Regions from separate parts of the Mus musculus genome. Here region 2 is linked to region 1. The links are chromatin contacts, called in public HiChIP or PLAC-seq maps. All regions are on one chromosome and are shown on one strand. Each heading gives the region's core, a stretch centred on a gene start, on an enhancer-like site or on the middle of the called end of the contact. The rest is flanking DNA. Distances are from core to core; before and after follow the strand shown. Region 1 holds the start of Dnm1l (dynamin 1-like). Region 2 has its middle 8.3 kb from the start of Igll1.

Region 1 (5,496 bases), core at 1,648-4,147:
GAGGATCATATCTGTCTATCACCTTGCACAAAAATCTAACTGCAAATGGATCAAAGACCTAAATGTAAAATCTGAAACCCTGAGACTGCTAGAAGAAAACGTGGGCAGTTCCTTACAGGATATAGGTAGAGAAAATGAGTTTCTGAATAGGATTCCATTTGTCTAAGAATTAAAACTAGCAAGTGGGACCTCATAAAACTAAAAAGCTTCTGTAGAACAACTGAAGAGAAAATTCATAGGATGGGAGAGAATCTTGCCAGCTATATTGCTGAGGGAAACTTAATATACAGAAGATATAAAGAACTGAAAAAAAAAAAAAAAAAACCTCAAGGGTCAAAAAAACTCATTCAAATAATGGACAATAGTTTCTCAAAAGAATCTATTCTTCTGTTCTCAAAAGAATAAGTCAAAATGGCTAAGAAATGTTGATTTAAGTGAATTAAATTAAATTTTAGATAGTAAGATCATCAAAGCTGAGTTTCAAAGGCCTTCCTTCTTCCCTCCATTACTCCTCTACTGGCTAACACTGTTGTGTGTAAGAAAGCCCATCTTGATTTTAATCTCTTTAATCTGATTCACTATATCCCTGATTCTTTTACTGGTTAAAATGTACTTGGAAATCTCTTAAGAGTATAAGGTTTCTGCTCTAAAGCTAGATCACAATTCTTGATTGTTATGAAAGAAAATTAACTAAGTCATCTTTTCTCATTTTATTTACAAAAAATAGTTCTTATTATAAAAGTCCCAATGAAGAGATACTTCAGCAGTTAAGAGAACTTGTTGCTCTTGCAAAGGACCTAAGTTCAGTTCCCAGCATGTTCATGGCAGTTCACAACCATTTGTATGGCAAGTTCCAGAAGATCAGTTGCCTTCTTCTGGCTTCCAAAGGAATTAACAGGCATTTGATACATATACATATACATAAACACAGGCAAATATTCATAAAGTAAAAATTAACTTAAAAACTAAATATCTCGTTACAATGAATAATATGCATCACTGAAAATCTTCTATAAGATCGCAGGAACAAAATACCAAAACAAACAAAAAACCAAATAGTACACTTGATAATTTGGTCTTCGGGCACAGCCAACATCAAGTGTTAATGCTGGATTATGCAGACATGACTGTCCGAAAACTATCTATGCCAACCCAGCAAATGGCCCCAAAATAATTCCTACTGCTTTAAATATTTAAAGGCCAATAATAATAATAAACTACAGGATGGTTTGAAGTATATGGATATCCTCTAATTTATTTCTTCTTATAATATTTATACACTTTCTGTAGTTAAGATGTAGCCATACAACCCATGGAAAACAGAGAAATCACCCATCACCTCAGAAGAAAAGAATATTAACAAATGGGAGCACCTAAAAGTATGTTTATAAAGGGGCTGGGGAGATGGCTTGGAGGTTAAGAGCAAAGGCTGCTCTTTTAGAGGACCTGGTTTCCAGCACCCACATGGCATCTCACAATCATTTGTAACTCCAGTTTCGGGGATCATATACTTTCTTCTAACCAGCACCAGGGAAAACACTCACATCATAAAAATTAAAAAAAAAAAAAATTCTGGGCATGGTAGTTTTTCAGTCAAGGGAGCTGAAGCAGGGGGAGTGCTATGAGTTTCAGCCAATTCAGGTAACAAGGTAAATTCTTAGCCAGCTTGAAGTACAGAGTAGGGCTCATCTCAAAAACAATTCTCGCCAGGTGTAGTGGCACACGCCTTTAATCCCTGCACTCGGGAGGTTGAGGCAGGCGGATTTCTGAGTTCGAGGCCAGCCTGGCCAAAGTGAGTTCCAGGACAGCCAGGGCTATACAGAGAAACCCTGTCTCGACGCCCCCCCCCCAAAAAAAAACAAAAACAAAAACAAAACAAAACAATTCTCCCCAGGAGGATAGAGGCACTGAATGGTCTTCCAGAAGTCAATTCCCAGCAACCACATGGTGGCATGGTGGCTCACAACCATCCATAATGGGATCTGATGCCCTCTTTTGGTGTGTCTGAAGACAGCGACGGCGTACTCACAAACATTAAAACAAACAAAACCAACAAAAAACGCCCTCCTCCCCTAAAGTTCTGTTGCTCCTCTTCAGTTCAAAGCAGGCATTTTTTTAAAAAATGAAACTCACATATCTCTGCTATTCTAGATATCTATTCAACATTCTTTCATACAAAATTTGGACTTATCGCCAATACCCCACATAAGGCCTGAGAACCTTATACCAAATTTGGGTCACAGTAACAAAATTACAAACACCAAAGTCATGGTGCTCCTTCCTAACTTTAGGCCTCCAACTACACCCGGGATTTTCTTTTAATCTTATTTTTACTTTGTAATAGCTCCGTGGGCCACCGACTCACCACTAGCTTGCTGCCTGTCTGCTCACAGCAACTCCTGAGTCCGTCGCGTCCTCAGCGGCCGGAAGGAAGCGACAGCCGCCCACACGCCCGCCCGCGCGTCCCCCGAGTGCCCTTGGGCCAAGCCGCGCCGGGCTGTAGGCTGCAGGGCCACTCAGTCCCGCTGAGCGCCCGGGAGCAGAGCGGAGCGCCGAGCTGCCGGCCTCCTCCTGGCGACACCTGCAGGCCTGCGGCCGAGCCAGGCCTCGCAATCGCGGCCTCATCTTACCTGCGTTCCCACTACGACGATCTGAGGCAGCTGGATGATGTCCGCACCCACTGTGTTGAAGACGTCCTGCAGCTTATTGATGACCGGGATCAGCGCCTCCATGACCCCCGAAACACTGGACCCCCAACCCAGCAGGCCACTGCAATGAATGGGGACTCGACCCACAGCCCGCTTGCTTCCTCTTCTCCTCCGCCCTTTCCTCGGGAGCCCGCACCCATTGGGCCGGGCCAGCACCCAGCCCGCTCCCGGCAGGCCACGCGCCACGACAGAGGTGGGCGCGCAAAGGCTGCCGGGAGATGTAGTTCAGGCTGAGTGGAACGCGAAGGCCTATTCTAGAAGGTTTCAGGTATCGACCTGAACTGGGCGGGTAAGGAAGCTGAGACCGTGAATCTGAGTCTACTATAGTCAAAATGCTAGCTAACAGCTAGATGAATAATGATTGTTAGAGTGTTATGTATGAGTATGCCTCCAGGAGTTGGGACACACCAATTTTATGGACAACCATGGAAGACTTAGACAAAAGGTTAACAAGGTCTGTACTACATAGTGAAATCCTGTGTTTATAAGAAGGGATAGAGTCGCCGGGCAGTGATGGCGCATGCCTTTATCCCAGCACTTGGGAGGCAGAGGCAGGCGAATTTCTGAGTTCGAGGCTAGCCTGGTCTACAGAATGAGTTCCAGGACAGCCAGGGCTACACAGAGAAACCCTGTCTCGAACCCCCCCCCCCTTCCAAAATAGGGATAGAGTCTATTAATTAACCAATGTCATTTCCTTATGAGAAGTACTACTTTATGAAGAGCAATCAAGGAAACTATAGGAAAACTTAAAAGAATGTCTCCAGACATTTCTACCGCTCCAGCCTACCCACCAAGAGAGTTTATCTGGTCAAAGTTCTGAGAGTGAATGATAAGCCCTTAGAACTAGACATTCGTATCACACACACCAACTACGACTTAAGGTACAATGCAGAAATGAAGGCAGAAAGAATATAAGAAACCAAGGATTGAGCAGCTGTCATCTACTTACAAAGCTGTAGTTGTAGCCTGAATACATAGCACTATATACCTGCACAAGATTGGGCCCTCCAGCTATCTATCATAGAAACAGGAGGTGCCCATGAAGCTCCATTCTTTCTAAAGGAGCAGTAACTGTGAATGTTTGCTGGAGTTGGGGATTAGCTTTTTCTATTAGTATACCCACTAGGACTAATAGGTGGGAAGAAGGAGTCCTAGAAAGGAAGGGGGAATATCAGAGGGTAATGAGGGTACCAAAATAATCACAATATACTGGATTTTAAGACTGTTAAACATAAATAAAACAGTAACTCAGAGCCACAAACTCCCCAGCCTGAGAGGAGTGAAAAGCCAAGCAAAACTTGTTGCTATCTATTCATGATAGCCATGAGCACTCATAGTCACAAAGTTGTGGATTGTATAACTGGAGGGGTTACTTACCATTCACCTGCAACATATGCCATAGGAGACAGGCTTTACTGTTCAGAACACAGATGGTGGCTGGTTAATAAGTTTTGAAAAACACATAAATGAAAGACTCTGAAGATCCAGAAGTGATTTTTGGACATCTTGGCAAATGTTGTGACCTTCCCTTTTGTCTTTTAAAAACAAAGATTTCAGAATCCAAAACCAAGTGCAGCAGCATATATGTAACCTCAGACTGAGAAGGCAGAGGCAAGAGTCAGCTCTATTGTCTCCATAGTGAGCTCCAGCCTAGCCAGAGATAAATAAAGTACCCTAGGAAAAATGATGCATTTATACTTGATTTTCCTTTGTCTTTTACTGTGTGCTAAGAGCTAGTTTGGTAAAATTGATATACATACATATTACCAAAGCCAACATGTCATAGATTGGTATGGTATATGTTCCTACTCAAATTATCTTTTCTCTGGTAACAGAACACATATAGTCTTATATATTATCATGTAGCTTTTTGTAAGAGAAAAAATAATCCCACAGGCAGTGCTTAAGAAAGTCTACCAGTACATTACTGCCAGGATTGCCCAGAGCAATCAGACATAAGAGGAAAGAAACAGGAAGGGATGAGGCCTAAATATTATTACACACACACACACACACACACACACACACACACACACACACACACACACACAAAGATAATCTGAAAGTAGACACAGGCCCCCATTCCTAACTCAGGTGCAGGTACTATCTCCAATTGATAACTGCTCACAAAAAAAAAAAAAAAAAAAAAAAAAAGGTTTCTCCAAGGGAGTTTCTTCTTCAGAGGTGTTTTCTGAGCCTTAGTGAGGGATGTGAGTTTGTGTGTGAGTGTATATGTGCATGTATGCATATATGTTTACATATGTGTAAATGTGTGTGTGTGTCCAAGGTGGTGGGGGTGATAAAATGCTCCTTTTGCAGCTCAATGCTTAGTTTTTATTCCCAACACTCTGGCCAGTTTTAGTCTTTGTATTGCCTGCTGCCTGCTGCAAAAAGCTTCTCTGGGCACGATTAAAAGCAGCCAACATTTATGGCTGTTAACTTAAGTATGTAGAAGGAAATTTGACAATATGACCATTTAGTAAAACAACTATTACTTTCTAAGCCATAGATTCTTAATAGGATTAGAATATAAGGCATAAAATGTTCTCCTGTAGAATATTCAATCAGAAAGACATTACTTATGTTCTAATAGTTGCGCAATTATTGTATGACCTGGCACACCTTGCCTGGCAGCTCAGTTCTGTAGCATACAGGGTTGAAGACTAGGTATGATCATTAATGTATTTTCTTGCCCAAAAGCCTGGGAAATATAAAACCTGGACACCAGGGAATTTCCTGGACAGTTTAGGATTGACTTTTTTCTTGCAGTCAAAGTTTGTGTTGTTTC
Region 2 (5,496 bases), core at 1,544-4,043, 500 kb after region 1:
AGTTGAGAAATGATGCCTATAAGAAGAAAGATGTTGACAAGGCCCTGAAGCATTATGACAGGGCCAAGGAAATGGACCTGACCCTACCAGTATGACTTACATAACTAATCAAGCTGCTGTGCACTTTGAGAAGGGCGACTACAACAAATGCTGGGAGCTCTGTGAGAAGGCCTTTGATGTGGGCAGAGAGATCCAAGAGGACTACAGACAGATGGCCAAAGCTTATGCCTGAATTGGCAATTCCTATTTCAAAGAGGAAAGGTACAAGGATGCTATCCATTTCTACAAGTCTCTGGCAGAGCACCGAACCCCAGACGTGCTCAAGAAGTGCCAGCAGGCAGAGAAAATTCTGAAGGAACAAGAGCGACTGACTTATATCAACCCTGGCTTGGCTTTGGAGGAGAAGAACAAGGGCAGTGAATGCTTCCAGAAGGGGTGGAAGGCCATGAGGCACTATACAGAAGCCATTAAAAGGAACCCAGGAGATGCCAAACTGTACAGCAACTGAGCTCCTGGAGTTTCAGTTGGACTCAAGGACTGTGAAGAGTGCAACCTTCATCAAGGGTTATATAGGGAAAGCATAAAGGACTATTCAGAAGCCATAGGTGTGTACCAAACGGCATTAGACCTGGACTCCAGCTGTAAGGAAGCAGCAGGTGGTTACCAACACTGTATGATGGCACAGTACAACGGACATGATAGCCCTGAGGATGTGAAGAGTCTGGCCATGGCTGACCCTGATGTGCAGCAGATAATGAGTGACCCAGACATGAGGCTCATCCTGAAGTAGATGCAGAAGGATCCCAGGTTCTGAGCAAATACTTAAAGAATCCTGTAATAGCACAGAAGATCCAGAAGCTGATGGACATGGGTCTGATTGGAATTTGGTAATAACTTGCTTTTCCACTCTTCCCTGCACTGATAAGGAAAGGCAAGCTGGGACGGTGGTGAGCAGCACTGGGTAGAGAGGGGAGAAGAAAGGTTTATCTTTGTATTTATACATGTCTACAAGGAAGACAGACTCGTCCAGCACGACCTCGGGCCCTCCCAACACACACATGGTTCACTGCTGCCCTCAATTCCAAGTGTCCTTCCCTGACCACTCCCAGCCTCCCCATCACTGTCTCAGCTGCTCTCTTATAGTTGGTTATTTTTTATTTAAGGTCAGTGGGTGCATACGGGGAGGGAGGGGTATTCTTCCCTACTGAGGGTCCCAGCTGTCTTTATTTGTTCTCACCTATGTCCCTCCTCAATTAAACAAGCCACTCAGGTGTGATTTAAAAAAAAAAAAGCCCAGCTAGCTTAGTTGGTAGAGCATGAGACTCTTAATCTCAGAGTCATGGGTTCAGGCCTCATGTTTGGCACCATCTATAGTGTGCAGTTATAAATCAAACAGTTCACGATGTGGCTGGCTAGGCACTGGCAACTGCAGTCTCACCTGCTCCCATGGTTCCCAGTTCCCACAGCTAGTTTGCTGCCAGGCTGTTCACACTTCCCAGGTCATCTACCCACTGTGGCAAGCCTGCAGAAAGCCTGCTATTGCTAGCTCAGATTCCCTTAGCCCTATAAAATGATAACACCACAGACTTTTACTATACCATCCAGATTTATAACAGTAATTCTCCAACCCCAAAATGCCCATGCAAAGAACACATAATATAACTGGTATAAATTCAAACTGCACACCTAGATCAAGCAAATGTATCTTACATTACTTTTTTCCATCTATGAAATCCCTAGCTACTTGTGGCTCATCCAGGCCACATGGTTCTGTTTCATCTTCCTTTTCCTCCATCTTCTCTCAGTCCTCCATCATCTCTCTTCCTCTCTCTCTCTCTCTCTCTCTCTCTCTCCCTCTCTCTCTCTCTCTTTGTGTGTGTGTGTGTGTCCCCTCTCTAACTTTCAGCTCCACCTTTTCCTTCCACTCTCCAATCCGATGCTGCATGTGCTTCCACTTATGGTGCAGGAGTAAACCGTGAAGACACTCCGAAGCTGGTGACCTCCTAGGACAATAGCAGATGTTTCCAGGGTGAGCACATTGTTTCATAGCCCTACAGAGCTTTTGGAGAGTAGGTGCCAGCAGGGGGCGATATAGGATATGCCCCAAAGCTCAAAACGTTACAGAATAAAGTAATATCACACACACAAAGTAAAAACCAAATACAGGAGCTTACATGAGGAGCTTCAGCACGTCTCTCCCACCTGTGCAGACCAGAAATAACCAATGGAGAAGCCATGAGAGTCTGGATGGTTTCAGAGAGCTCCTTAAGCTATTGAGTTGTTTACTTGCAGAGTTTTGACGGACTTCCAGAAGTGTGGAATATTTCCTAACTCCCTTTAGAACATCCCGAGTCTTCTATGCACAATACCAAGCTTCAGATTCATTTCAGATCCAAATTAACAATCACTGCCTCATACTCCACTGAAGATGCAATACACATCTTTTCTCTGACTGAATCTGTGCTGGATAGTTTTATGTCAACTTTATGTCAAGCTGAAGTCATTTGAGAAAAGTAAACCTCAACCAAGAAGATTCCCCCACCTGTGGGCAAGCCTGTGGTGCACTTTCTTGATTGCTGATTGGTATGGAAGAGCCCAGACAATTGTGGGTGGTCCCGCTCCTGCCCTGGACCAATGGGTCCAGGGTGTATAAGAAAGCAAGTTGAGTAAGAGAGAGGCACAAGCCTGTAAGCAATGTTCCCCCACAGCCTCTGCATTAGTTCCTATCTTGAGTTCCCACACTGACTTTCCCTGGATGGTGGAATACAAGCTGTAAGCTAAAATAAGCTCTCCTCCCTCAAGCTCATGTTAGTCATGTTTTATCACAATTGAACCCATAACTAGGACAGAAATTGGCACCAAGTCTTAGAGTGTGAAAACTTGCTTGACTGGGTAAATTAAGACTGGTCAGTTAAGGCTGCAAATAAACTAAGGTTAAGAAGAAACCAGCATTAAGGAAGCAGAACCTTCTGGGAAGTGTTTCCTCGGGGTCAGCACACAAACCTATAGTGCAAACAGGTCCAAGCCTGGACCTCGTGCTGGCAAACAAACCTGGTAATGTGTGGGATTAAAACCATGCCAGGAGCCGGGCGTGGTGGCGCACTCGGGAGGCAGAGGCAGGCGGATTTCTGAGTTCGAGGCCAGCCTGGTCTACAGAGTAAGTTCCAGGACAGCCAGGGCTATACAGAGAAACCCTGTCTCAAAAAAAAAAAAAAAAAAAAAAAAAAAAAAAAAAAAAAAAACACATGCCAGGAAGTTTGTTAAGGTAAAGCAGGTCAAGAGGAAGAGACTCGTGGGCACACACCTGAGGCTTAGGTGACTCCCAGCTCCCTGCCAGACTCCTGACTTGGAACACATGCCATGCTTCTCTCACATAAAAGAAACGTGGCCTATGGTCACATAGGCTCAAAACAGAGTTCTCCATGCTAATGAGGAACCTAGGCCGGGAGGGCTTAAGCCCATAAGCTTCTCTTCCTAGACATTCCTCCCTGCAAAAGGAATTTAATCTCAGGCCCACCCTGAGAAGTGGTTTTATGCATCAATTTTCCATCATCGACTGTCTCTTTCATCAAGATTCACCATGAGGAACCTGGAGAAGGTCTTTGTCTACAGAGCCACATCCTGTAGAAGGCCTCTCTGCACTCCCAGCCACAACTGCCACCAAACCTGCCTCTGTTAAGCAAAGGACACTCACCCCATGAGACAAGCCAGAGCTCTCCTTCCTCCCCACCCCCTCCCCAGCCCCAGCTAGATGCTGTCCCCAGGCCATGTGGCCCCTGACTCTGTTCTCTGCTCTTCTGTGACTTCCAGTGGCGCCTAGATGTCCAAGAGTCTAAGAACCCCATGGCCCTGGCAATGTCACAGACCCAAGGACCCCTAAATCAGGTCCGACTTTCCCTCATCTCAGACTGTGCTTTCCTATCCCAGGAGCACTTCCCTACAGCTCGTGAACTCACCCGGAAGGCAGCACAGGGTAATCTCAGTCAAACTCCCCAAGTTCCTCCTCCCCAAGCAGCCGTGCCCTGCAGCTGAGCAGACTCAGGCCGACAGTAATGTGTAAGTTTCCCAGGTAATACTGGTTGTGAAGGCATAAAGAGTCATGGAGAGCTGCCGAGTCTTGGCACCATGAAGAGCTTGCTGGTAAACGTGTAGCCTAGGTTGAAGTAGGAGCATTCGAACTGAAAGGGTCTTAGAGAGAAGTTGACACTTGACAACATATAGCAGGACCAGAGTCCCTGCAGATGGCCCAGGAGACTGTTGGTGAAAGTGCAACTCGATTGCAACAGGAGCCTGCAGAATGTTAGAGATGACAATATCATGGGATAACCACCAGGAACAGCAGCAACTCTGTGGTATAGAGCTGGCCTGAGCCTCTGATGGGTGATGCATATGCTTGGCCAGCCCTTGGGAACTAAGAAGTCCCAAAGGCCTGACGTCGAGCTTTACAACATCGAGCTTTACAACATGAACCTTTACCCTGTTTGACTTTGATTTTGCCTTGATCTGATTGTGATGCTGCCTGGTCCTTCCCTCTTGGAATATGAAAATATTTAACTATTTCGTATTTTACAGGAGCCCATAGTTAAGAAGCTTTGGAATTTTACAGATATTTGGAGTTTCAGAGAGACTGGATATTGTAAGAGACTGAACTTTTAAAGTATTGAAATTTTTAGGGACTGTGAGACCCTTAAAATTAGAATATTGTATATTGTGATGTTGATATTGATATGAAACCTTAGGAACAACAAGAAAGCAAAGGTTATGCTGAATTATTTGTGAGTGAAGTTGACAAAGGGTCAATTGTGCTTGCTAGGTTAATGACAATTTGACACAAGCTAGAGTCATTTGGAATGGGGAACCTCAACTAAGAAAAAAATGCTCCCACCAGATTGGCCTGTGGGCAAGTCTATACTGCATTTTCTTGATTGATGATTGATATGGAATGGCCCAGGTGGATATACCACTCCTGGTGGTCCTGGGTGTTATATAAATTATGCTGAGCAAGACATGAGAAGCAAGAAGCAGCCTTGGCCTCTGCATTAGCTCCTGCCTCCAGCTGCTGTTCTGACTTCCTAGATAATAGACTACAAACTGTAAGCTGAAACTGTCCTTCAAAAGTTGTGTTTGGTCATAGTTGGGTTTTTTGGGGGTTTTTTTTGTTTGGTTGGTTGGTTTTTGGTTTTTGTTTTGTTTTGTTTTGTTTTTATCACGTCCATAGAAGCCCTAAGACAGAATTCAAGAGCATGCATGGATCTGTTGTGTCACCACCTGGGAAACCAAGCTGTGGAAGGCAGACGGCAGGAAACACCTGCTAAAGGAGCCAAAGGAAGAGTTGGTGAGGGACCTCAGAGTTCAGCCATCTTAAAAAGCACAAAACTTGTGGATGCAGGAGCTGGCCAACAAAGCCTAGAGAGACAGTCTGCCTTGAGATGCTGCAGAATGTGAATAACCACAGTAACAAAAGGAGAGGAGTTGGAACCTGTCACTTCTTCCAGT

Evidence for each region. HiChIP or PLAC-seq counts read pairs in DNA pulled down with a chosen protein or histone mark.
Region 2: a contact with region 1 is called in an H3K4me3 HiChIP or PLAC-seq map of pro-B cells, with 4 times the contacts expected there. The contact joins the enhancer-like site here to the promoter of Dnm1l in region 1. A contact is called at or near these places in 11 of 39 promoter capture datasets (the 3T3-L1 cell line, 3T3-L1-derived adipocytes, the C10 cell line and 5 more), 1 of 15 datasets of contacts at CTCF or cohesin (large pre-B cells), 4 of 484 Hi-C or Micro-C datasets (cerebral cortex, cortical neurons, embryonic stem cells and 1 more), 12 of 115 datasets of contacts at active chromatin or transcription factors (the 230-238 cell line, bone marrow-derived dendritic cells, bone marrow-derived macrophages and 4 more) and 4 of 9 other capture datasets (adipose tissue, embryonic stem cells, liver and 1 more).

What each region holds. Positions count from the first base shown.
Region 1 is chr16:16,356,134-16,361,629 of GRCm38.p6, forward strand. It overlaps Dnm1l (dynamin 1-like), which reads right to left and starts at 2,898. Exons shown (of 21, transcript NM_001360008.1): 1 at 2,631-2,898. The coding sequence starts at 2,732.
Region 2 is chr16:16,852,973-16,858,468 of GRCm38.p6, forward strand. It overlaps the pseudogene Gm5768. Among named protein-coding and RNA genes, the nearest start is that of Igll1, 8.3 kb to the right of the region's middle. Within about 2 kb of position 2,794, at least 30 of the 459 cell types and tissues checked have an H3K27ac peak or open chromatin away from gene starts, as enhancers often do. A contact at or near this core is called in pre-B cells and pro-B cells, where this site is marked.